Linked DNA regions of Mus musculus: regions 1, 3 and 4 are each linked to region 2. The links are chromatin contacts, called in public Hi-C and HiChIP or PLAC-seq maps. All regions are on one chromosome and are shown on one strand. The core of a region is the stretch at or near the end of the contact, and the rest is flanking DNA. Distances in the headings are between cores, read along the strand shown. Region 1 has its middle 88 kb from the start of Moxd1. Region 2 overlaps Gm15270 (predicted gene 15270). Region 3 has its middle 34 kb from the start of Gm15270. Region 4 holds the start of Ccn2 (cellular communication network factor 2).

Evidence for each region. Hi-C and Micro-C count contacts between places; a contact is called where the count stands out from the background. HiChIP or PLAC-seq counts read pairs in DNA pulled down with a chosen protein or histone mark.
Region 1: a contact with region 2 is called in a Hi-C map of uterus, with 3 times the contacts expected there. The contact joins two enhancer-like sites. A contact is called at or near these places in 1 of 15 datasets of contacts at CTCF or cohesin (the NIH/3T3 cell line), 1 of 484 Hi-C or Micro-C datasets (uterus) and 1 of 115 datasets of contacts at active chromatin or transcription factors (fibro-adipogenic progenitors).
Region 3: an H3K27ac HiChIP or PLAC-seq map of extraembryonic endoderm stem cells shows a contact between it and region 2. The contact joins two enhancer-like sites. A contact is called at or near these places in 1 of 15 datasets of contacts at CTCF or cohesin (embryonic stem cells), 4 of 484 Hi-C or Micro-C datasets (nephron progenitors, palatal mesenchyme and uterus), 8 of 115 datasets of contacts at active chromatin or transcription factors (cardiomyocytes, embryonic fibroblasts, embryonic stem cells and 3 more) and 1 of 9 other capture datasets (embryonic stem cells).
Region 4: a contact with region 2 is called in an H3K27ac HiChIP or PLAC-seq map of extraembryonic endoderm stem cells. The contact joins the promoter of Ccn2 here to the enhancer-like site in region 2. A contact is called at or near these places in 6 of 39 promoter capture datasets (the 3T3-L1 cell line, the SN4741 cell line, cranial neural crest and 2 more), 1 of 15 datasets of contacts at CTCF or cohesin (stem cell-derived epiblast-like cells), 28 of 484 Hi-C or Micro-C datasets (the AML12 cell line, the C2C12 cell line, MC3T3-E1-derived osteoblasts and 15 more), 17 of 115 datasets of contacts at active chromatin or transcription factors (cardiomyocytes, a colorectal cancer cell line, differentiating embryonic stem cells and 10 more) and 3 of 9 other capture datasets (adipose tissue, liver and pancreatic islet).

Annotation. Positions count from the first base shown.
Region 1 is chr10:24,309,511-24,314,498 of GRCm38.p6, reverse strand. No RefSeq gene overlaps it. Among named protein-coding and RNA genes, the nearest start is that of Moxd1, 88 kb to the right of the region's middle. Within about 2 kb of position 1,943, at least 32 of the 459 cell types and tissues checked have an H3K27ac peak or open chromatin away from gene starts, as enhancers often do. A contact at or near this core is called in uterus, where this site is marked.
Region 2 is chr10:24,444,120-24,448,832 of GRCm38.p6, reverse strand. The region is part of intron 3 of Gm15270 (predicted gene 15270); the gene reads left to right. Among named protein-coding and RNA genes, the nearest start is that of Gm40615, 14 kb to the left of the region's middle. Within about 2 kb of position 1,527, at least 86 of the 459 cell types and tissues checked have an H3K27ac peak or open chromatin away from gene starts, as enhancers often do. A contact at or near this core is called in the AML12 cell line, the C2C12 cell line, Sertoli cells and 9 more, where this site is marked.
Region 3 is chr10:24,626,863-24,631,853 of GRCm38.p6, reverse strand. No RefSeq gene overlaps it. Among named protein-coding and RNA genes, the nearest start is that of Gm15270, 34 kb to the right of the region's middle. Within about 2 kb of position 2,568, at least 44 of the 459 cell types and tissues checked have an H3K27ac peak or open chromatin away from gene starts, as enhancers often do. A contact at or near this core is called in extraembryonic endoderm stem cells, pancreatic cancer cells and uterus, where this site is marked.
Region 4 is chr10:24,592,936-24,598,239 of GRCm38.p6, reverse strand. It overlaps Ccn2 (cellular communication network factor 2), which reads right to left and starts at 2,798. Exons shown (of 5, transcript NM_010217.2): 1 at 2,452-2,798; 2 at 2,142-2,364; 3 at 1,642-1,893; 4 at 1,297-1,508; 5 at 1-925. The coding sequence starts at 2,514. The coding sequence ends at 629. Gm15270 (predicted gene 15270) reads left to right here and starts at 2,437. Exons shown (of 5, transcript NR_163910.1): 1 at 2,437-2,599.

The DNA.
Region 1 (4,988 bases), core at 694-3,193, 130 kb after region 2:
CCCTATAGCCAGAAAAGACAAAAAAAAGAGGTCGGGTCTACTTACTCCAAAGGAATTCCTCCTTTCCTCCTCTATGGCAATAGCTCTCACAGGGACCCCGCATCATCTAGGCCAGGCCATCACTGCCTTCCAACGGTGCCACATTGAGAATCAAGTCTTGAACAATGGTCTTTTAGGAACTTTCCTGATCCAAACTATAGTCATATAACCAGCTATTGGGTCTTTTCCCCCTACAGTTTCTAAATAAGAAAAATAATCGTTTTTCTTATTATTTAATCATATTAAACTATTAACACACTAGAAATGCCTTGGTACCGGAACAGCTCATGCTATGGCGGTAAAGTGCAGCTATTCTGAATCACTTCCTATTCCCATTCTTGACAGACAGGCCGACCAGAAAACGAAGTGCAGCCTGTCATCTACAGAGCCACATTCCAGATCCTCGTCTCAGTTTTTACTGACTCCCTGGATCCTTCAGAGCAAGACTCTACCTCCTCAAGAGCAGGACACTGGACCAGAGCATTACAGAGCAGTGTGTGGGGTGGGCACGGCCTAAAGAAGGGGGCGTGGCAGCTTATCATTGCTTGGGAGGTAGTTTTTTTGGTTTTTCGAGACAGGGTTTCTCTGTGTAGCCTTGGCTGTTCTGGAACTCACTTTGTAGACCAGGCCAGCCTTGAACTCAGAAATCCGCCTGCCTCTGCCTCCCGAGTGCTGGGATTAAAGGCGTGCGCCACCACGCCCGGTTTTTGCGCGGTAGTCTTACATCTTCAACCTGATCCTTTGCTTTTAACCTGTGAAAGACCGAACTACTTCTCAAGGAAGAATTAATTATGCTGTACACGCCATTTGGCACCGGGCTAATAACACAATGCTTATTATTGCAATGACTTTTGTGATAGCTAATCGAGAAAATACCCTATAACTGGATTTTATGGAGGTACTTCCTCAGCTGAGGCTCCTTTCTCTGTGATGGATGGTTCTAGCTTGTGTCAACACACAGAGAGTCAGCCAGTACCAAATAACCAAAGAGTAAGTTGAGGAGGATAGCGGTTACACTTCCACAGTGCTGCTCATCACCAAAGGGCAGGAACATGGAGGCAGGAGCCAAATCAGAGGTCATGGAGGGATGCTGCTTACTGGCTTTCTCGGCCTGCTTTCGTATAGAACCCAGGACTGCTTTCCCAGGGGCGACAACACTCACAGTGGGTTGAGTCATCCCCCATAAATTGCTAACTAAGAAAATGACTTACAAGCTTGCCTGCAGCCCAAATTTACCGAGGCATTTTTTAAATCGAAGTGTCCTCCTCTCAGATGACTTTAGCTTGTGTCAAGTGTCACAAAACTAGTCACTACAGGTTTGCACAAAATTTCTTTCAAGAAGTGTATAAAATGACGTTTATCTTTTGTCTTATGACAGAATAACGGGAAGTTTAAAATTTCAGTTAAACCATGCATGGGGGTATATGCCTATAATCATGTCACTGAGGGCTTGGACACAGAGGATCAAGGCCAGTCTTGGCTACTTTGCTAGTTTGATGAGATAGATAGAAATATAGATATATAGACAGATAATAGATAGGTACAGATAGTCAGATAGATGATAGATTATAGATGGTACGTAGATATTAGAGAGATAGCTGAGAGATAAATATATAGATATATAGAGATGATAGGTAGATAGATAGCTAGTAGACAGACAGACAGGAGCTTAAGGCAGCTGGTCATACTACATTCTAATTTGTCGTGAAACTTCTCAAATCCTTTCTTGTGTTTTAAAGATGTACAGTACATTATCTGAAATCTCCCTATTTTTGCAATAGCGCACCAGAAACTCTTGCTTCTTCCTCTCTTCTTCCTACAACCCTTTAATCAGGTCTTCCCTTTCTAAAGTTGGGATTGATTCCACAAATTTATCTTTCTGTCTGAAAAGTAACATATGAACCACAAGAGGGCGCTGTGCTCATCGTTTACTCAAAAACAAACCTAAATTCTCACTAGCTTAGAGCCATTCTGGATTGTTCCAGAAAGTTTCAAGTGTTTGAAAAAAAAAAAAAACAACAAAAAACGAAACAGAGCAAAACAAACAGAAAACAAACTTCTTATGCCTGTATCTTGTACTGAGATGTTTTTGAAACTGGAGAATTCGTTTTGAGCTAGCTCAGGAGTTCTAACAGCAAGAATGTGAACGTGAAGCTCGGGCAACAGAATCATTTTTCGTCTGTGCCACACGATGGCGCCTGTTCCACAATTACAGCTGCATTGCAGCAAAGAGCCAGAGCTCTCTCTTCCCTAGCCTGCCTCCAAACTCTCAGTTTGAAAACAGAATACTTCTTTTCTTTTCTTCTCTTCTCTTCTCTTCTCTTCTCTTCTCTTCTCTTCTCTTCTCTTCTCTTCTCTTCTCTTCTCTTCTCTTCTCTTCTCTTCTCTTTCCTTTTCTTTTATTTCCTTTCCTTTCCTTTTCTTTTCTTTTCTTCTCTTTTCTTTTCTTTTTTTCCTCTTCTCTTCTTTTCTTTTTTAAAAATGCTTTTAGTCTCAGGGTTTCTTTTCTTTTTCATTTAATTTTTTTTTATTACGTATTTAACTCAATTACATTTCCAATGCTATCCCAAAAGTCCCCCATACCCTCCCCCCCACTTCCCTACCCACCCACTCCCACTTTTTGGCCCGGCGTTCCCCTGTACTGGGGCATATAAAGTTTGCTTGTCCAATGGGCCTCGCTTTCCAGTGATGGCCGACTAAGACATCTTTTGATACATATGCAGCTAGAGTCAAGAGCTCTGGGGTACTGGTTAGTTCATAATGTTGTTGCACCTACAGGGTTGCAGATCTCTTTAGCTCCTTGGATACTTTCTCTAGCTCCTCCATTGGGGGCCCTGTGATCCATCCAATAGCTGACTGTGAGCATCCACTTATGTGTTTGCTAGGCCCGGGCCTAGTCTCACAAGAGACAGCTATATCAGGGTCCTTTCAGCAAACTCTTGCTAGTGTATGTCTCTAGATGGTCCATCATTTTGTCTCAGCTCCAAACTTTGTCTCTGTAACTCCTTCCATGGGTGTTCTGTTCCCAATTCTAAGACGGGGCAAAGTGTTCACACTTTGGTCTTCATTCTTCTTCAGTTTCATGTGTTTTGCAAATTGTATCTTATATCTCAGGTATACTAAGTTTCTGGGCTAATATCCATTTATCAGTGAGTACATATCATTTGAGTTCTTTTGTGATTGTGTTACCTCACTCAGGATGATGCCCTCCAGGTCCAACCATTTGCCTAGGAATTTCATAAGTTCATTCCTTTTAATAGCTGAGTAGTACTCCAATGTGTAAATGTACCACATTTTCTGTATCCATTCCTCTGTTGAGGGGCATCTGGGTTCTTTCCAGCTTCTGGCTATTATAAATAAGGCTGCTTTGAACATAGTGGAGCATGTGTCCTTCTTACCAGTTGGAACATCTTCTGTATATATGCCCAGAAGAGGTATTGCGGGATCCTCCGGTAGTACTATGTCCAATTTTCTGAGGAAGTCTCAGGGTTTCTATTGCTGCCACAAAACACCATGACAGAAAAGCAAGTTGTGGAGGAAAGGATTCATTTGGCTTACTCTTCCACATTGCTGTTCATCAGCAAAGAAAATTAGGACAGGAATTCAAGCAGGGCAAAAGCATGGGGTCGGGAGCAGATGGAGAGACCATGGAGGGTGCTGCTTGCTGACTTTCTACTAAGGGCTTGCTCAGTCTGTGTGATGGTTTGTATATCCTTGGACCAGGAAGTGGCACCATCTGGAGGTGTGGCCTTGTTGGAATAGGTGTGACATGGTTGGAATGAGTGTGTCACTGTGGGTGTAGGCATAACATCCTCACCCTAGTTGCCTGGAAGTCAGTCTTCCACTAGCAGCCTTTGGATGAAGACATAGAACTCTCACCTCCTGCGCCATGCCTGCCTGGATACTGCCATGCTCCCACCTTGATGATAATGGACTGAACCTCTGAACCTGTAAGCCAGCCCCAATTAAATGTTGTTTTTTTATAAGACTTGCCTTGGTCATGTTGTCTGTTCACAGCAGTAAAACCCTAACTAAGACAGTCTGGTTTGTTTGTTTGTTTGTTTGTTTGTTTGTTTTTTAAATAGAGCCCAGGACCACCAGCCCAGGGATGAAAACACCCACCATGGGCTGAGCCTTCCCCATCAATCACTAATTAAGAAAAGGCCTTATAGCTGGATCTCATGCAAGCATTTCCTCCACTGAGGCTCCTTCCTCTCTGATGACTCTAGCTTATGTCAAGTTGCCACACAAAACCAGCCACACAACTACACATTTAAAGAGACCTTGCAACTTTTGGTTTTGTTTTATTTTCCCAACTCATTAAAAACGGTCTGTAACTTCTAGACAACATTCCCCCTAGAAATGACCTAACATTAAAGGTTGAAATGAAATGAGAAGCTGTTATCATTTTAACTTTGTACTCTTTGCCAGATCCTGTGCAGATTCCAGTGGGCGCAACAATGTGGATTTCCACACTGTCCTTAGTCTCCTGTGTGTTCAAACTCTTAACAGAAAGAAAATACGTTAATCGTGATTCATCCATACAACCATGAAAAAGGATAGGTTTTGCTCTTGAAAAAGTGGTCCTGCCAGGCATCATGGTCCATGCCTTTAATCCCAATATTCTGGAGGCAGAGACAAGAGGATCTCTGTAAGTTCAAGGCCAGCCTATTCTACATACTGAGTTCCCGGCCAGCCGGAGCAACATAGTGAGATTCTGTCCCATAAAAACAAACAAACAAGAAGCAGTTCCATTTCTTGATAGAACAATTTCAGTTCTGCCCCTCTCTTGATTATTCACCCCTTCTTTTCTGGATGCTAACACATTCACTTAGTGACAAGGAAAAAACTAGACATCAGAAATCAGCTCTTCTACTTCCGTGTGCATCTTGTGACAAAGCCTTCATGATCAGCAGTGAGTCCTGTTAAGCAAACTGTACAGCCACTTT
Region 2 (4,713 bases), core at 278-2,777:
AAACCTCACTGTAGACTGACCCTCCCAGTTGGAGAATACACAGGCTTAGTTAAAGGAATACACACTGGCTTTAAATCCCACTCAAGTGCTTTTAAGAACAGGAGACCAACACAAGGACAGGTAATTTTTCTGAAACAGAGGGATAACATGTAAAAAAAAATTGTCAGAATTTGTCTTGAAGCAAAGCAGATTTCTACTGGTGGGCACCAACAGCTTCCTTTCTTGAGAACTATGGCGACTGATCAATGTCTTCATCTGCCAGAAGCTGCCTGCGATGGCCCGGTTCTTCTTGGCCAGCCCTTCTTGGCCTGAATCTGCCTTCTTTTCCTGTGGAAATAAAATATACAAGCAGGAGAAAGGACATATTTGGTAATGTTACGCTCTTCAGCTTCCTCCTTGGGGCCGCCTCAGCTGCAAAATGTCAAGGGAAAAAATATCCCTCCAACTTGGAATGAATTCCAGACAGACCCTGATGCCTGCAAAGTTGTCAGAGGGAGCCAAGTGCGGGGAAGCCAAACATGAAGAAGGTTCACTATTCGACTTCAAGAGACGTTCAAATAATCAGACACTCTGGTATTTATGATTTCCCCCCTTTCAGATGGTCTGCAGCTCAAAAAGTTCCCCTCCCTTTCCCACTGATTCTAAGCTTCCTTTTACATGAAACCACAACGGTTATAAAAAGATCCTCCCATTACTTGGAAGCCGCAAGCACTCCAGGAGACTCTGTTCATACAGGCTCTTTAGGGCTGGAGAGCAGCCCCTCCTGATTAGTTTGGGGATGGCAGGCCAGGAAGTCAGACACACTTCACCTTGCTGATGCCACTGGGGTCCTCATCTGGCTCGTGTGTCTGTGCCAAAGTTTGCCGCTGCTCACAGCATTAACTGTGAAGATCTTTACTGAAAAGTACTTGATCCTTCCCACTGGCCTTCCGTTTCACAAGGAGGTGTGGGCTTACCATTGTACCAACCATCCCAGTTGGAGAATACACCTTCGGGGCTGTTCCCAAGGTTCAGTTTGGGGAGAACTTTCTCCTGGCACTCGCTGCCCTTTCTCTTTTCATCCATTGCCACATGCTGGCAGAAAAGAAAGGAAGCTGAATTTGTGATCCAAACTTTATTAAATAGCCGCATACACATTCCCTCCCATTCCTTGGTCTTCATTTCTAAACGCCACAGTGTTTGTTTGTCCTTGGTCACCCTACGTCCTTATTTGGGTTCTTCAAGAAGCTCAAAAGCGTCCAAGGATCCGTTTTAGCAACCGGTGGAAGTGTCCACATGAGGGATGGGATGTTCTGTCTTCTCCTGTGGTCTCCATGAATGAGGGTCTTTTTTCTCGTTTCCTGCAGTGCCCAGAGTCTCTCTGTGGGTTTTGCTCCTCAACAGTCTCCAGTTTGTGCTAGTTCCATGGTGATCAGGCGTTAGGTCATAAACATTAGATGTGGCATCACTGAGTGAGTCAGGGAGGTGGAAGCCGGCTGGAAAAGCAGCTGAGAGCCTCTGTTGACAGATGGATGCTTTCCTAATCACAGGCTGCAGGATAGGGGAACCTCGCCCTGCCCAGTTCTGACACTGATTCACAGACCTGGACAGACCGTTCTGCAGGAGGCTGGGAAAGCCCATCTCAGGGCTCAATGATTTTTCCCTTCCACACCTCTCACTGGATAGCTATGCCTCGAAGAAGAGGTCAAAGTGAACACAGAGAGAGGTCTTTCTCAGGAGTTTCTGAGTGCTTGCACTTTTTAAAATCTTGTCTGTTCTTTCTGAGACAAACATAAACCAAGTTTATGTCCCTAACCCTTGCTTATGGCATAATTATATGGAACACATTTTCTTATAACATAATTGCTGTTATAAAGTTGCTGTTTAATGTCTCTAAGAAGAGATTGCCTTTTGGAAGGAAGAGTGTCCTAGTAGATGATTTTATTGTAGCCACCTCAGCACATCTGCAAGAATTGGTTCTCAGACTCTTCATGAATCAAAAAAATGCATGGTACACTCATTCCTCATGGAATACTTGCATATAACTGGTGTGCATATACTTTTAATAATCTCTTGATCTCTCATAGTATCGATACAATATAAATACCATGTAAATAGGTGTTATCTGGTATATTTTAGGGAGTCGTGGAAAGAAAAAGGTGTCACACTTGTTCAGTATAGACAGATTCTTTTAAATTCCTCCACTTCAGGACTGGTGAACCCTCATGGACTCAGAGCTGTTGACTGTGGAAAGTCACCCTATATCAGTGCTCCTTGTTGCTATTAAGCACGAGGCACTACTGGAATATCAGGTGTTATAGGCACAATTACTCAGGCCCAGGTTTCGTTTTAGAAGAATTAACTTAGGATTTCTAAACTCAGAGAGCACACGTCATGAGTTGTGATAGGATGGGAGGGGACTAGCTCTAAGAGAAACAATGCCCTCTCTTGTGGCCACTATCAAGAAGTGCTCAGTTTTTCTGCCAGCGGGTCAGCCTTTATCTCACAGGCGTGCAAGACCTGAAAGAGAACATTCCACCGGGAGATCAGGTTCTATCACCTCACTGGAATGCAACGTAAAACCACAGACACTTCAGTCCAAGCACATTTACCATGGCTCAGCTTGATAGAAGATAGCGTTTGGATGATCTATCCAGCTTACACTGCCTCTAAGCTGAGGGTGGGATAAAGGAAAATAATTTAAAAACCCAATAGTGAAATTCAAGCAAGCTATCCAGGAAGAGCTTTTGACATCAGGAATAAACAGAAATTGTGAAAAGAATCTATTGAGAAAAGCTGTTGAGCTGGTCCCAGAAGCACTCACCTGAGTGGTCCAGATGTAGTCCTAAGACAGGGACAAAGCTCTATTTTCTTCAAGACTTGAAACTCTATAAGTTATCAAAAGAGTGAGTGTACACTACTCACTGCTGTGAACAGTATTGTCCATTGACTGTCCAAGCAAATTGCTTGTCTCAAAAGCAGGAGAACTTGACTCTAATTGCCAGAACTCATGAGAAATGAAAGGAAACAAACAAAACAAAATGTCCTGCATGCTGGCACAAGCCAGTGCTTGGGAGAAGGAGACACGGGTAGATCCCTGAAGTTGACTGGCAAACCAACTTAGTTTAGCATACCTGGTAGATTTCAGGCCAGTGAAAGACTATTTCTCAAGACAAAAACCCAACAAACCAACAAACCAACCAACAAGTAGGTTTTCCTCTGGCCTCCATATATGTGCACACTCACCAGACTACACATGAACCACCTTTATGAACACACACACACACACACACACACACACACACACACACACACACACTCACACACACTCCTTGTTGGAGCTAACTGAGAAGAACTTTATTCCATTTCTCTTGATCTACCAGAAGCACATGCAGGCATTTGAGAGGTTATTGACCATGGCGGAGAGCAGAGCCCAGGGCACACACAACCACGACTCCCCATTTTCTGTGCCTTCTTTCCCAGGCTTTGCACTGCATGTAAACCTGTTCATGGCAGAGCTCCACTTCTATTTTTTTTGTCACTGCAGACTGAATTCTAGAGATGCTTTTGTAAGAATTTTGTTTACTAAGTGGGGCAGTCCTGAGACAGAAGTATGATGAGCTCAGGGACTGGTGTGGCTAGATATCAGTCTGAAAGAATCGTTTAGACAAAGAGTAAGAGAGGAAATGCTAGGGACATGAGCTCATTTTCTACTCATAAAAGAAGCTAGAAGCTTCCATTTAAGACCCAGCCACTGCGCCTTTTAAACAGACCGGCGCTGGAGGATGGCATGCAACAGCAGCTCCACACAGATCACCACACCACAGAGACGTCTCTGATAGAAAACTTAGTTCGTTAACTTCTCTTAGAGAAAGTTCTATTTCATTGTCTCAAATCTACAAATAAAAATTTGCACTTAATTGTGCCTTCACTGTGTCTCATGACTCCTGACATAGGTAACTCACTTCAGATGAAAACTTTCCTTGCAACTCTGTGGCCAGTCTGCCCCTTTCTTTCTTTTTTCTTGTTTGTTTGTCTTTGAGACAGTCTCACTCTGTGACCCACAGTGATCTGGACTTGGCTGTCCTCCCGTCCAGCCTCTCAAATGCTATGGTGACAGACAATCACACCCTTTACTTTTTCCAGTCTTGCAGGGTAATCTGTTCCTTTTGCACATGAAGCAGTAGAGTGGCTCTGCTTTTTCTATGGATTTTGTGTTCAAAGAGCTTCCTCTTCCCAAATTTATGGCTTTAGGGAGTCAGCATTCATAGCTGGGAGATAAAATAATTACATTGAATGGTGAATTCCTCATCTAAACTTGATATTAATGTATTAAAAGCTGATATTAATATCATTAACAGTAATGATATTAACAGCACTTTTATTCATTACCATGTTTTTAAAGATTCTCTCTCTCTCTCTCTCTCTCTCTCTCTCTCTCTCTCTCTCTCTCTCTCTCCATATTGTCCTAATAAGCAAATCTCAGGTAGCATGAATAATTATTTTCATAATGAATTTTTCCTGGCCCAAGGCTCCAAAGGTCATCTTATCCCCAAAGTGTTACTCCTTCTAATAAGAAAGGAACTGGGATTCTCATTGACGTACCCTATTGTTAAGGCTAAGATTTTTTTTCTCTAGAAAAGTTGGCCAGTAGATGACAACATACCTCAGTGTTAACCTGATAAGGTTACATCCAGGACCTCAGCATGTTAAGAAGGAGAACATTTTGATAGT
Region 3 (4,991 bases), core at 1,319-3,818, 180 kb before region 2:
CCACAGTTTTACGACATCGTGACCTTAAAACCCAGCACGCAGCGTTGGCAGGTGCTGCCCATCACCGCCAGAGTCCGTCATGCAGATCTTTCAAGTAGATTCGGTGTAATTCCTAGGCTAGTTGGCATTTGGAGAAGCACACAGATATAACAACGAGCAGGTCTGGCTCTGCTTCTGTACATGTATTTGTTCCTTAAAGAGACCCAAGCCATTTCGGTATGTGTGCTGATTCCATATTCCTCTATAGACAGCAGCAGGACTCATCGCAGCCACTGATACGTGAACAGAAGGTGGCGCGTGGACACACACAGTGAGATGCCCTTCTCCTACATGTTCCTGCTTGGATAGACTTGGAAGGTGTGGGTCCGAATACTCAGATGAGAGAATCTAAATAAGTCACATTTGCAGACACAGACAGTAGCATGGAGTTTGCCTGGAGTTAGGGAAAGGGGGCGGGGCATAAACAGTCATTCAGTGCTTTATAGGATGAAAGCATTGTTCTGTTTTTGAGACAGGGTTCTCTATGTAGGCCTAGATGTCCTGGAACTCACGCTGTAGACAAGACTGGCCTCGAACTCACAGAGATCCTTGCCTCGTGAGTGCTCTGATCAGAGGTATGAGCCACCATGCCCAGCCTAGGATGAAATTTTTTTTGATATCTTGTCCTAAACAATGATAATATATTTAATGCTACTGAAATGTAATTTGCTTCAAATTAGTTAAAATTAGAATTTTATGTTTTGATTTATAAACCATCACTTAAAAAAAATCACAGTGAATGTGGAAGGTTGCGTTGCTATGACGGATGTTAAGTCCTGGGTACAGATGGAAAACACGCTTGATTGTTACTAATATGAAACAAACAAACAAACAAATCACAAGAAATGTAAAAAACCGCCCCCATGTAAGAGCATCAGGGCAGAATGAATGTGAGCTGCAGAAAAAACTAAACAGCGGTCGCTCTGCGCTGAGGAATTGTTCGCCCCCTGCTGGCCAGTCTTGGAATTGTTCTGCTTAAAGAAAAAGGATCGTAGGAGCAAGACCGCTTTCAGTAAGTTGTCCTGTTACTAAACGATAAGAATTTTCATTCACCAAAATGTTCTGCGTATAAGCATCAAACTCCTACACCCATCCCTGAAATCACTCATCCATTCCTTTGTTTACTAAAATGAACGCACCAGCCTTCACTAACTCTCACCACGTACATAGAGACACACAATGCAACCTTTTGAAAGCGTTCCCCACTTGGCACACCTTCCTGTGCCCAGTCCCTTTATGTTACTTTATATCAGCAAATAAGGTCCTTGACGTGATGTACAACTCGGGTTACTCATTCCCCTCGGATGGGCATTTTGTGGAAGATTTCTAGTTTTTAATCTGTTTCATATAGAACAACTATGGGGTTCCCAGGTTTTGTGTGAACAAAATGTTTTTATTTCTGTGTGTTTAGTGACCATGAAGAGAGTTGCTTTGTTACGCAGTAAGTGCGTATCTGGGTCTTTATTCCCCACAGCAGCTGTAATACTTTATATGGTCACTTGTTCTAAATCCACGTATTTTTCACATTTGCTTTTATAGATATCTTATAGCAGTCAAAATTTGTACAGTTTCCTACGGGTGTTGAATATATTTCAATGGGACTATTTACCATTTGTAAATTCTTCTTTTAAAAATATCTTATTATATCTTTTGCATACTTCCTGGAAATTACTTAATTTTTTTGTTACATGCTGATTTTTTTTTTCAAATTCTAGATCCGGCGCTGCAGTAGTTGCAGATATATTCTCACACCATGTGCCTTCTTTTTCAGACTCTTATAATAGGATCTTTTCCATCACAAATACTTTAAACTTTAGTTAATTTTAACTTGGTTTTATTTTAATTTTTTTCTCCTACGAATTATAATGTTGAGTCAATGAGATAATTTTTCATCAAGTCTAGATCCTGAAGATTTTTATCTATAATATCTTCTAAAACTTTTACAGTTTGGGGTCAGATTTTGAACCATCTGTAAGGTTTAGATTGAGGTTCATACTCCTCCCTTAATAACTCGACCACTGCATGGCGAAATGGCGTTCTCTTTGTACTGACTTGCTTGTAGGCCCTTGTCAGGAAGAGCTGGGTGTATTTCTGTGGACTCACATTGGAGTATCTATTCTGACTCCTCAGTCTGTTTATCTGTCTGTCCTGCTGTGGATATCCTCCATTCATGTTGAGTGTTAAAATCAAGGAGGGTGAATCCTCCCAAGCTTGCCGATTCATTTTTATATCTGTTTTGGATGCTTTTGTTTTATCGATCTGCACAGACTCCAAGACACTGATGGCTTTCTCAAAGCACACATCCTGCTGAGCCTTGATAGTGAAGGGGACAGATGGGGACACTTTAAGCTCTAAATGAGCACACTTGTACTTCATACTGTTGAAAAGGATAGAGGCTCTTGTCTCTCTTGAGTCATGAGAGGCCATTTGTACTTCTCACTGTATGCAGGAATCTGGACGCACACACTGTGTGCTGCCCAGAAAGCGCACATTGTTAACTGACGGGAGTTAATCTTTAACCTAAAGGTAACTCAGATAATGGTTGGGAAGAATGGTGACTCAAAGGCTGGCCTGGGTGTATAAAACTCCCTACACAGGGAAGGGTGATAACAAGGAGGGCGGGCAAGAGGAAATAAGGACAAACCCACCAGCATGACGAATCCAAAGACAAGAGGAGCAACGTGACCAGAGAGGCAGGACTGAATGGTCGGTGTTCTGGTTTCTTATAAAACTTGTTACTGGAGAAAGTCATGCTTCTCCACCAGGTTGCCAGCCCTCTGAGGGAAGCACTGATCCTGTCTGCTCGTTGGCACCCATACCGAGGGGCAGCAGGGGTTTCTATTCTGGTTATAGCTGGAACAAGGCAAAGTGTCTATGTCCCGATAACTCTCTGCCACTTCAAACATGGTGCGATATGCCCGAGCCAGTAGAATAAGGAAAACGGAAATAAAATAATACAGGCTCAGAAAGGAGAAATGAGACTAAGTTTATAGGTGTCACAATTGTTTACATACCCAAACCCCAGTGAGCCCACCAACAAACAAAATAAGTCGCTGGAGAAGTGGTTCTCAACCGGTGGGCTACAACCCTTGGCACGGTCACATATCAAATATTTACATTAAGATTCATAACAGTAGCAAATTGTTATGGATTGTGAAGGTTGGAGGTCGCCACCGCATGAGGGACTGTGTTAACTGATTGCAGCCCGAGGAAAGTTGAGATCACTGCTCTAGCGCCACAGAAAGAATTACACCAGTGCAGTGACATGGGTGTCAGTTAGGGGAGAGGTAAAATTTTTACTCTGTCGATCAGTCTGTGATTACAACTGATCCAGTCTTTCTTTTACGAGTGTCTGGAGTTTTCAGCACATTTATCTTTAATATATACCCAAGTTCTCATTTTTTTTTTAGCAGTTGTACGAAGCATTATGTTTTTTATTTTTATTTTTTATTTTTGACTGAGTGACTACAAAGACTTTATTAAATTATTGCAGCAGGAGGCAGTGCTAATGCAGAAGAGGGACATGGTGGTGAGAATGCTTAAGCAGCCTCAACAAAGCCACAGAGACCTCAACCTGTCCAAGCTGGTGCTATAGAGTCAGAGGATGGGCACCACGGGAAGAGATTTCAAGTTAGCCCTGACAACAGCACCTCAGCTCTGCGGGGACATCGGCCAGGGTCCTTTCTGAGGGCGCTCGAGCCTCCAACTGGAGGAGAGTTTGGGCCAGTTGCTCTGAGCCTCCAAGGAATTCCCCCCCCCCCCCCCATGAAATCATCTCACAACCAAGGCAAAGCTACATGCCACGTCTGACACTACCAATTGCAAGCTGGGTCCCTGGGCTATAGGAATGGGGGCAGCCCCCGCTGGGCTAGGCAGACTGGGAAGCGGGAAGCGGGGCGGCTCCTTTGCTCCAGCGCTTAAGAGTCCTTATGGGCCGCTGCTTTATAGTCTTACCAGCCTCAGCCCAGTTCAAATAGTCACTAAACTTTGTATTCTACGCTTACAGAATTCCACAAACACACCCACCTGCACTGGGTCCTTTATTACTTAAAAGGGCTTAAAGAAACATGTTTTAAAAGAAAATTTCCTTTGTACACATATACCTATGTAGAGCCTAGACGGCCTCTCAGCTGACTGGGTCCCCAGCCCCCCAAGCTGAGAAGGCTCTGCGAGGCTCTGCAAGGCTCTGCAAGGCTGCTACAACGTGCAGAGTTTGGCTGCATGGATTTTAATGAGAGCGTCAGGCGGAGCTGTGCTGTTGCTCACCGGGACTTGCAGATCATTACCAAACCAGCTATAGGATGAGAACACAGCACATGGAAACCCTAGGAGGTCACTGAGCTAATGATCTAACCCTACCTTCCGCAGACAGGGCCCCTCCCTCCCCAGCTCCTCGCGACCCCAGTCTTTCCTGGTGGACTCTGTCCATTCCAGAAGCCAGGCCAATACCGCCGCTGCAAGGTCGGAACAGAGCCACAGTGAGCAGAGAAGCGTTATGTTTTAAATATTGGTTTCAAAGTGTTCATTACTGACATATAGAGTTAAAATGTATTTATTTATTTATTGGTTTTTCGAGACAGGGTTTCTCTGTATAAGCCCTGGCTGTCCTGGAACTCACTTTGTAGACCAGGCTGGCCTCGAACTCAGAAATCCGCCTGCCTGTGCCTCCCAAGTGCTGGGATTAAAGGCATGCGCCACCACGCCCAGCTTAAAATTATTTTTTTTTTATAAAACTGTCTTATATCCCACAACCTTGGTAAACTCATATTGGCTCGTCTTAGGATGATTTTTAAGTTCCCCTGATGTTCTCTCATAGACGCCCATGCCATTTGCAAGAGAGAGAATGTCCCTTCTCATTTTCGGCTCTCTGTGGCCTCATTTCTTGGCTTGACTGCACTGATCGTAACACATGATGCTATGCAGCAGTGATTGTGTGCCTCCCAGAAAGGACA
Region 4 (5,304 bases), core at 1,549-4,048, 150 kb before region 2:
AAATATATATATATATATATATATATATATCCACAATATTTACAATATCAATAAAAATCTGGCTTGTTACAGGCAAACTTACTTGCCACAAGCTGTCCAGTCTAACAGACAAGGCTCTGACTCCTGACAAGTGTCACTGGAATCAGAATGGTCAGAGCTGAAACTGCTGTTCTTAAAGAACAGCTGGACTCAGCCTCATCTAGTGGAGGACACATGCTCAGCTCTCGCTAGAGCAGGTCTGTCTGCAAGCATGCTATAATTTCCCTCCCCGGTTACACTCCAAAAAGTAGGCACACTGCTGCTTTTAAAATAACCTCAGCTAGTACCTGTCTTTCTTTCTCCTGGCATCTCCACTGTTCCAGGAGACTCACCTCAGTGTGCATTCTGGCACTGTGCGCTAATGAACAACTGTCAAGTGTAAACTGTCTCGAAACCAGTGTCTGAGGTTGACAGACTACTTGTATGGCCATGACATAACGTTCTCACTTTGGTGGGATAGTTCCTCCCACGGTAGTTAAAAACACAGATTTAAATTAATGTGCTACTGTAATTGTTTTTACAGAAGAAAATGAGATGCAACTCAGTTCAAGTTATAGTCTAATGAGTTCGTGTCCCTTACTTCCTGGCTTTACGCCATGTCTCCGTACATCTTCCTGTAGTACAGGGACTCAAAGATGTCATTGTCCCCAGGACAGTTGTAATGGCAGGCACAGGTCTTGATGAACATCATATTCTTTTTCATGATCTCGCCATCGGGGCATTTGAACTCCACTGGCAGAGTGGTGGTTCTGTGCGGTGTGCAGCAGCGGCCGTCTGTGCACACCCCGCAGAACTTAGCCCTGTATGTCTTCACACTGGTGCAGCCAGAAAGCTCAAACTTGACAGGCTTGGCGATTTTAGGTGTCCGGATGCACTTTTTGCCCTTCTAAGGAAGACAGAAGGAGAAACAGCAATTACTACAACGGGAGTGGCCTTCCTCAAGCCTTTGTAGACTAGCCCTATGTCATCTGACTTGTGTTTATATTCTGAGGGGAGAGACTGGGAGTTTCATTTGCCAGTTTTCCAAAAATAGCCATGGCCTCATTTGGAGTGTCTTGAATTAACTAGCACCACGGGGAATTTTGTAGTGGAAAACTGGCAGCTGTTGTTACAGCATCTCTCATTCTAGCCAGACAGCTCCATGGTTAGATATTTCTGGAGACAACAGGCCTCTAATAACATGGGAGGTGAGACAGCCAGCTCGGTTCTCTTCCCTGTCATTCTGTAAAACGGAGTGACTAGGGGCAGAGGATGTACCTTAATGTTTTCCTCCAGGTCAGCTTCGCAGGGCCTGACCATGCAGAGGCGGCTCTGCTTCTCCAGTCTGCAGAAGGTATTGTCATTGGTAACTCGGGTGGAGATGCCCATCCCACAGGTCTTAGAACAGGCGCTCCACTCTGTGGTCTGGACCAGGCAGTTGGCTCGCATCATAGTTGGGTCTGGGCCAAATGTGTCTTCCAGTCGGTAGGCTGTGAGAGCAGAACACACAAACACAAGGTAAAACATCCGGATAGGACAATTTCCCCTTAATTTGGTGGACTTGGGCATTGGCCCTGAAGTTGGGGAGAATGAATAACAGTAACTTTGAAGGTGACAACTCACCAGCTAGGGCAGGGCCAACTGCTGTGCGGTCCTTGGGCTCGTCACACACCCACTCCTCGCAGCATTTCCCAGGCAGCTTGACCCTTCTCGGGAAGGGGCAGTCAGGGCTGGGCAGGCGCACGTCCATGCTGCACAGGGGCACGCAGCCCACGGCCCCATCCAGGCAAGTGCATTGGTATTTGCAGCTGCTTTGGAAGGACTCACCGCTGCGGTACACCGACCCACCGAAGACACAGGGTGCACCATCTTTGGCTGCGGGAGAGGAAGACAAAGTTGTAGGTCAGGCGTAGGGTCACAGGGATCAGAACAGCTAGCTATATCACTGTACATGTCAAGGTGACGAGCTAGGGTCAGGACTGCAGGGGGCCGGTTGGAAGCAGCTGCGGATAGGGGCTTTTCTTTTTCTAGAGGGTATCACGCTGGACTTGAGAGAGGTGGTGGTCCAACACCAAAAGGTGAGGCCTCTGCAAAGGGGGCTGGAATGGGGCTGAGGGTCTTACCAGTGCACACTCCGATCTTGCGGTTGGCGGGGGAGCCGAAATCGCAGAAGAGGCCCTTGTGTGGGTCGCAGGGGTCACGCTCCGTACACAGTTCTCCCAGCTGCTTGGCGCAGACGCGGCAGCAGCCGCAGCCGTCCAGCACCAGGCTCACGCCGGCGGGGCAGTGCGGCGCTGCTTCGGCTGCGCACTGACATTGCGCGCTGCAGTCCTGGCCCATAGCAGGCTGCGGAGAGGAAGGGGAGGGAGGTCAGTCTGTGATCGCAGCTCACTCTGCCCTCCCTCCGTCCCTTCCGTCAGTCCCGGGGCTTACCCGGGTGCAGAGAGCGAGGAGCACCAAGGCGAGGCTGATGGGACCTGCGACGGAGGCGAGCATGATCGGGACGCGGTAGGAGGATGCACAGCAGGGTGCAGAGGCGACGAGAGGCGCGGCCGGAGCCTGGATTCGGACAGGGGCGGAGGTTGGTGTCTGGACGCTCCAGGCGGTGGCGTCTGGGGTTGTCGGCTGGGCTGGGGCTGCTGCCGTCTGGAGGAGGTCGGTCTCCTGGGGTCGGAGCTGGAGTGGATCTGGCTGAGTCTTCTTGGAGAGAAGAGCTGTGTGAGACTAGGCGGGCGGCGCTGGCTTTTATACGCTCCCGGGAGCCGGCTCGCCAAAGAACTGAATGGAGTCCTACACAAACAGGGACATTCCTCACATTCCTCCCCACCTTCCTGCCTCATCAACTCACACCGGATTGATCCTGACCCCTTGACACTCCACATTCCTCCGTCTGAAAAAGCTGGCACACTTTAGCTCGCCAGGAAAAAAAAAAAAGGCGCTGTGTTTCCAGCACAACACCAAGAAGTAAAACTTTCTCCATATCATCTTCTCACCCCTCCTGATGAAATATAACTTAGAAATAAACGATTATTTCTCTGATCTTTTCTTCTTAAAAATCTCTTTGCCAGTTCTGGCTACTGACATAAAAACTTCTCAAGACTCAAATAGCTCAAGAGGCAAATACCATGGGCCCCTAGAAATTAAAAAAAATATTTTTCTTTGTTTTGGATTTTTTTTTTTCTTTACGGGGCTGTAGTCTCTTGGTGTTCTTCTACTGAGAGGAGAAGGGTGCTTATAGCCATTTGAAATGCCTCCTCTCCTCCCAGAATTCCTATGTGCAACTTTTGTATCTGAAATACAGGCATTTGATCTTTGGTCACTGGAGATAACCATTTTGATGGCTGAAAGATATGAAAGCCAAGGATGTAGGTTCCCAGGGAGATTTTCAGCACTCTTTATGTAAGAACTTGTCTTCAGGGTCCAGGGAGGCAAGGGGAATGACTGGGCATGGCTTTTCTAGAAAAATAAGTTTATGAGTTCAGACCAAATGGCTGTGTTCAGAAGCTAAGTGTCAGGGAATATAGTGGGAGAAGAAAGAGGTATAAGGAGGCCAGTAGGGGTTCAGTTGGGATATTTTAAACATGGCTGTACTGAGGTCCAGGCTTGGATTTTTTTTTTTTAACTTATCCTAAAACCCATAATCTAACGATGTTGTTGGGGTTTGTTCTGTTTTGAAGTAAAGCACTTGTTTACATAACAGCAAAACCATAGACGGTTGTATCTAGTTATAATCCGGCTATAAACTAAGCATCAGTGCATAATATATTTTTACTGACTTCCCCAAGTGTCTACAATTAGTGATGAAGCCTCTTGCTACTCAAATAGCTTGCAGGCTCGTGGAGGGAGGTTAAATCAAGGAAAGCACAGCTTTATCCCCTGCTCGTGTGTTGATGTTAAAAGTAAACAATGTATCTAAGCTAGTCTCTGTTTCTTAGAACTGCTACTTAGTTTCTGTAAGGACCAATTTTATACACTGTGCATTCATTTAGGACCTGTGTTGTTTATTGGCTCTCTGTCTGTCTCTCTTTCTCTCTCTCTCTGTCTCTCTTTGCGTGTGTGTGTGTGTGTGTGTGTGTGTGTGTGTGTGTGTGTGTGTATGTGTGTGTGTGTTTATCTCCAATTCTCATTGGACATAGAAAGATTCTGGGACCATCCCATGCTTTCCCTAAAGCTACATCATTTGTCACTGGCTTCCTCTCATAGTTGGTGTTTCTGACTATAAGTTTAAACTGAGTATATCGGCAAAGACTAATTTTGGAGACAACACACTATAGATTTATAACATGAAAACAGCCCATTTAAGTGGGCCAGTTTTAAAACTTTTTCAATCCATCCATGGATGATTAGCAGGGGTGGCGGGGGGCGATGGTGGGAGGGGGTAAGGGAGTTAGCCACTTCAAGTGGCTGACCACATCATCTGCACACAATTACCTTGTTAAGCCAGCCACATGCTGTACAGTGCAGTTACATGTCAACAGCGAAAGGTGTGAGTGGCTTGAAGTGTGAGCAGCCTCTGCAGTGCTGGAAGGATTTCTGACATTGTTATTCAATGTTCTTTCCAAGCATTCCTCAAAGAGAAGAGGCCCGAGACTTCCTATTTAAAGAAAGAACATGGCAAGTTATGTGAGTAGCCACATGTGTAGTATAGGCAACTTGGCCTTGCACTTTTGCTGTCTTCTTTGATGATATTTTTTTTTTTAAAGTCCAAACTATGTGGGAAGCCACAGTGAAATCTTTCAAGTCTTAAACTCCCAATTATATCTACCAGCAATGGTCAGAAAGGTGGAATGAGTGAGGAAGGGAAGGGAAGGGAAGGGTGAGGCTCATCTGGGGTGGGATGTGGGCTCTGAGGTGAGCTCTCTAGCCTGCAATGTGATGAGGGGAGCCAGGAGAGTTGGAGCAGTCTCTGAAACCACAAGTCCACCTGAGAGCCACCAATGGCTTGCTGTATCCAGGGGGCAGGCTCAGTCACAGGGGTAAGTGGTTGGGCTTTTTATAATTGAGTAACTTGGGCAGTGTTTTTAGAACGGCCATTCATAAAGCTAAGGGAAGTCACAGAGAGAAGCCCGACCGACGCCCACTCAGAACAGGAAGATAAGAAGTCTCGATTTCGTTGCTCTCAGTGAGGATTAACCACCTTTAACTTCTCAGGAAACAGATGCGTTGTGTTTTAACTTTAATTTTCACCTCTCTTCTTCCTTCCCTTGCCTCTCCCTTTCTCCCTTTGCCTTTCCCCCCTTCCACCTTCCATTTAGAGTATATTATCATCCTGCACTACTGTTAAAA